Linked DNA regions of Hordeum vulgare: region 2 is linked to region 1. A link is a contact called in public Hi-C data. All regions are on one chromosome and are shown on one strand. The core of a region is the stretch at or near the end of the contact, and the rest is flanking DNA. Distances in the headings are between cores, read along the strand shown. Region 1 has its middle 100 kb from the start of LOC123446505. Region 2 holds the start of LOC123448703 (probable LRR receptor-like serine/threonine-protein kinase IRK).

Region 1 (2,700 bases), core at 138-2,637:
GTAAGTATGACGACACAATTCATGAAAGAATCTAATCCGACATCAGTTGTTGATGGTCGGTGATTCTCTGTAATGGAGGTTGAGGTGTTGGAACGTTAAAAATGTCAAAATGCCGAAGGGTAGCGCACTGGCGGAGGGCTGGTCGGTGCAGCCATGGGGACGGCCTCGGGCTGCGGCAGGGACCACGTGTCGTGGCACTATAGCCCGAAGGGGCGATGTAGCGGCGGCTCGCGGGTCACAGGGACTGCGTGTCATGACACTACGACCCGAAGGGGCTACATAGCGGTAGCGCGCGAGTTGGTGCAGCCACGGGGAAAACCATGGGACGGTGGTGATGCGGCCCAACGGGATGACGTAGCGGCAACTCGTTGCTTGATCAGTGGAGGGGCGCGCTGTTCTCGGGACAGCCTTCATGAAATCTACGAAGGCGCGCGTAACCCATGGGCCAGATCGATCGCAGTGCAAAAATGAGACGTATCACATGCGGGTGGGTTATCAATCTGATCATGCGCGAGGTCGGAGACGTCGCTCGATGAAGGCGGGGTGGCGGCAGAGTCTGAGATGAAGTCGACGACGACATGCATACGAGCCCAACGCGGCCAGAGCTGACAGCCGACCCGAGGTAGTCGGTGAGGCTGGCAGCCGGCATGCTCGACGCAGCCGGAGCCAGCAGCCGGCAAGGCCAACGCGACAGGAGTTGACAGCCGGCTGGGCAGATCGTACATGCGCGACGGAGGCTGGTGATGATGGAGAGGTCCCAGTTGGAGCGCGGGGGGGGGGGGGGGCAACATCTGACGCAAGGCGACGAGCGAGCAGACGCGCGGGGCGACTACTGTGAGGGACCGCCGCATTGTACGAGGCCGCCGGGTCGGAGAAAAGACCGGGTGGTCGCGTCGATGTCGGAATAGAGGCGCGGTGGTCGATGACGGCGACGGACAACGCAAACCTCTCTTAGATTGAGAAACCAAAAAGAAACGTCGATTAAAGGGACCGACAAAACAGAGAAAAGCCCTGAGTAAGGGCTCGGGAAAAGGTCTTTCTAGGGCAGCCGAGCAACACGACCGACGGAAAAACCCTAGGTACGGCCGACGCGGTCCCGAGTGACGGTCATGGAGGCGGATCGGTCTAGAGGCGGCACGGAGCAGAAGCGGCTGCGGCACATAGTCAGATGGATTCGCTGTTCAAAAATCGACCGATTAATCCCTACTCGGGGTGTGACCGCTAAGAAAAGGCCATATCGTCAGCATTAATCTTTTAGGCCGATTTATCGGTATGACAACCGATTTATCGCGAAATTTCCGATTAATCGATATGGGCCCGTGTGTACAGAAATCTGAAAATGGGCCTCGCTTCCCCCTCAAAGCACCAAATATTGCCGCTCGGTAGGCCGATAGGGTTTGCCAGATTCTATCCACACTACACAGTTCGTCCATAACGCCGCAATTCCCCATCCACACTTCCCCCTTCATGTTCCCGATCCACACCGCCGCCGCCACCCTGCTTGCCTCCAGTGGTCGGGGCTAGCCTAGTCGCCGCCTCCTCTTCACAGTCGGAGCTGCCCCACCTCTTCCCCAACAGCCCAGTCGCCGCCTCCCTTTCCATCTCGCGGCTACATCGCCATCTCGCCGGCTCCTTTCCCATCTTCGCGACCACCAGTCTCGTCGAAGCCACTCGCCGGCTCCGTGGAGCATCTCGCCGCCGCCACCACCACTCTTCCGTGACCACCACTTTCGCCCTTCCTCCTCCAGCAGCAGTGAACCGGGGCACCTTCCTGACGGTCGATGACCCGACCATCTCGCCACCGCGAGCACCGCATGCAGCAACACACCATCCCCGACCACACCGTCCTCCAGTAGCAAGCAGGCCAAAGGTTGGACCTGCTTCCATCCGTGCTTCTTTAGTGTAATTCAGGGTTGCCAGCGCATTTTTTGTTTTTTACCGTTTTAGATTCTTTGATAATTTGATGCACTATTGATTTCATGAATAGGTGTTGGTATTGACTGGTATTGTAGATTTGTAGATGATGGTAGTAGATTTTTAGATGCTGGTAATGCATTCAATTTTCTATAAATGTAGGGGATTGGTGGGCAACTTATGGACTACAAACTCCTACATTGATGCACATGGCCATGAGGATACTCAATTTGACCACAAGTTCATCCGATGTGAAAGAAATTGGAGTGTTTTTGAACAACTAATTCTCAACTTGCAAATACTCAAATCCACTACTGCTCAAATCTGATCCTTACTTTGTTTTTGACAATATGTGAATATCTAAGCTTCACTTTGCAATTTGTAGGTAGATGCAAAGAGAAGAAATAAACTAGATGTGCGTCGTAGGGACGATTTAGTTTATGTTCAATTCAATGGAAGAATGCTAGACAAGAGAAAGAAGTAGTCATCATCTTGTTATGTCCTCCTTGGTGAAGATGCTTCCACAGCCCAAGATTGGATATGCGAAGATGCTTACGTTGATGATGAGATGGAGGAAACCGAAGATGACAATGCAATGGAGCCTCGTAGAAGTCTAAGGGTGAGAGAACTACATGAAGTGGAAGAGTTCGTTTCCGATGATGAAATTGACGATGTGCCTATCAATGAGGATGAGATAGAGTTCGAGTCTGATGATGACGGGGTTGGGATAGAAGAAACCAATGACAATGGTTTGTAATTGTCTACTTATCTATAGTATTGTCCTAT
Region 2 (2,700 bases), core at 24-2,523, 430 kb after region 1:
CGCAGGGACTCTGGCAAGTTGCCGGAGAGCGAGTTGGAGCTCAGGTCCACTGACCGCAGCAGCGGACAGTCCCCGATGTCATCCGGGAGGCTGCCTGTGAGGCGGTTCCGCCGCAGGTTCAGAGCCCGCAGGTTGAACATCTTGCTGATGCCCACGGGCAACTCGCCGGTGATGGCATTGCCGGAGAGGTCCAGAGTTCGCAGCGCATTCAGGGACCAGATGCCGCTGGGCAGCATGCCGGCTAGGCGGTTGGAAGACAGGTTCAGAGACGCGAGCGTGCCGCACGCGCCCACGTCCGGGGTGTCACCGGTGAAGGCGTTGTTGGCCAGGGAGACGTCCCGGAGGGCGTGGCACTTGCCGAAGAATCCCTCCGGGATGGGGGCCGAGAAGGCGTTGCAGCTGAGGTCGAGCGACTGGAGGTCCGGGAGGCGAGCGAGGTCGGGTGGGATGTCGCCGGAGAAGTTGTTGGCGGAGAGGGAGAGCGACTGGAGCGACTCGAGGCGCAGGAGGCCGCGTCCGAGCTTGCCGGAGAGGCCGAAGCCGGCGAGGTTGAGCCCCGAGACGCGGCCGGTGCGCGGGTCGCAGGTGATGCCGGCCCACGCGCAGGCCCGCTCGTCGTCCTCGCTCCACGTCGCGAGGCGCCCCTCCGGGTCCACCACGTCGGCCTTGAACACAATCAGCCCCAGGACGTCGTCGTTCAGCGCCGCCGCCAGGCCCGCGCGGCCGCCGCCCTTGGCCTCCGCCAAGAAGACGAGGTGGACGAGGAGCAGCAGCACGAGGGACCGCATTGCTGCGAGTTGGATCCCAAATGGCAAGGCCCAAACAGCACAGCACGGCACGGGCAGCAACAAGTGAGGAGGGCTTTTATGGGGCTGGGAACAAGGAGGAGACGCCCCCAAAATGCCGCAAGAAGGCGATTCTGAGGAAGCGGATGAGCTAGGAGAGATGGGATTTAGTCAAATCTGCAGCAGAGGACCTCCAGGCTTGGGACGCCGCCCTCCTCTACAAATTAAGCAGGAGAAGAAACCAAATGTAAGCCATTAAGCTGCAGAAATTCGGACTCTAAGGAGTAGCGGCGATAGGTAAGGACGTACCGGCACGGGAACCTCCGCCGACTACTTGTAGGGCGCAGCCACCTCACCGGAGAACGCCATTGTTGCAGGTCGGAAAGGGAGAGAGGAGCGAGGGGAAGGGGGCGTGGGGTGTCAAGTGAACCGCGGTGGTATATGTTGGTGACAAAGGGGAAAAAAATGGGCGAGGGGGAAAAGCTGCTGCACCGCAGGAGTGATCGGACGGCCATGAGCCGCTGTAGCACGCCATCGAGAGTTTGGGTGGCCCAGGCGCGCGGGCTAAAAAGTTTGTGCACTGCGTCGGGCGGGGCCGCTTGGGCCGTGGGTATGGACCGAGAGAGGCTGCCCGAGCCCGACCAAGAAAAAGAAGAAAAAAAAGGCTCGGAGTACGTGGGCGGGGCGGTGCACGGTTCGAGACTTGGTGGACCGCGCCCGCCCGAGCGAGTAGAAAGAATCTCGTAACTTTTCGCTGCTTTTGAGCTGGACTGCGCTGCATTGGATTCTTTCGTATAATGTCCGTTTTCATCTTTGCTGAAAACCCCTAAAAAAATCTTTGCTGGAAAATTTCTCAACAAAAAGAAATATTTGCTACAAGAAGATCAAAATCCTAACGCCCTGGCCAGTCTAACAGGCTTTTAATTTTCTTTTAACTGAAGTAATTTAATATGATCCTAATCTAAATAAGATTTTCTTTGGAGGATTGAAGGAATAAATCCTCCAAAATATACATGAAGTGCTTTTTTTTCTATGAAAACAAGGTTAAAACCATCGGCCTTTATATCATTATAATGCACTCCAGCGTTCTTCTTAACCAGATGATCCGTTTGGCCTTTGATGTAAAACTCAACTAAAGCCAAGAAGCAAAGCAACCTCTGAACAATATTTCACAAACTATTTACAAAGGGGCAAAAAACAAATGGAAGCGAGTAGTTAGCCGGGCTATTTGAAGGATATTCTTCATGAACCATCTACAAGTGAGTATTCGTATTGCGTTTGAATTTGTGAAAAGTTTCATTGTTGATTTTTTTCTCGCGAATACGGAAAGATTTCGTATCATTTCATTGATAGGTAGGAGAGAACATTACAGCGGGGAGAAGGGAGGGAGGACACCGCACCAAAATGTGAGAAAACATAAGAAGAGAAACAACACAGCCCTAAATTAGCCTAGCTCAAGAACTTGAACCAAGAAAGGTGAGGAGGCGAGACACAAGACATCAAGGTCGCGTCACGACCAACGGGAGGCATCCACAACACGTGGCTACAACTCAAAGAACCAACCGAATCAACATACCCCCACCCCACCAGAAGCGCCTACAAGAGTCGGCAAGAGGGTTGCATGACACGGCCGGGTCCGAGAAAGGAGCAATAGAGGACGAGTCGACGATGTCATACATTACCCCCCGGATGCCCATGCCTGGAGGAGCACCCACACCAAGCACGACACCCGACAACTCAAAATCCAAGACCAGGAACATCGCGAGCAGCCAAGACAACATCTTAATGAAGGGGACGGTGTTGTGAAGCCATTGGTGCCCGATCCATATAACTGGATCCAGGGTTTCCCCCGGTGCTCGGAGAGGGGACAAAGAAGGTTCTGGGAACGTCTAGAGGAAGAGGACGACATGTGCAG

The links. Hi-C and Micro-C count contacts between places; a contact is called where the count stands out from the background.
Region 2: a Hi-C map of leaf shows a contact between it and region 1, with 5 times the contacts expected there. The contact joins the promoter of LOC123448703 here to the enhancer-like site in region 1. A contact is called at or near these places in 4 of 6 Hi-C or Micro-C datasets (leaf and seedling) and 1 of 1 datasets of contacts at active chromatin or transcription factors (embryo).

Annotation. Positions count from the first base shown.
Region 1 is chr4H:392,724,219-392,726,918 of MorexV3_pseudomolecules_assembly, forward strand. No RefSeq gene overlaps it. Among protein-coding and RNA genes, the nearest start is that of LOC123446505, 100 kb to the left of the region's middle. Within about 2 kb of position 1,388, at least 2 of the 3 cell types and tissues checked have open chromatin away from gene starts, as enhancers often do. A contact at or near this core is called in leaf, where this site is marked.
Region 2 is chr4H:393,155,880-393,158,579 of MorexV3_pseudomolecules_assembly, forward strand. It overlaps LOC123448703 (probable LRR receptor-like serine/threonine-protein kinase IRK), which reads right to left and starts at 1,274. Exons shown (of 3, transcript XM_045125672.1): 1 at 1,095-1,274; 2 at 1-1,002. The coding sequence starts at 788.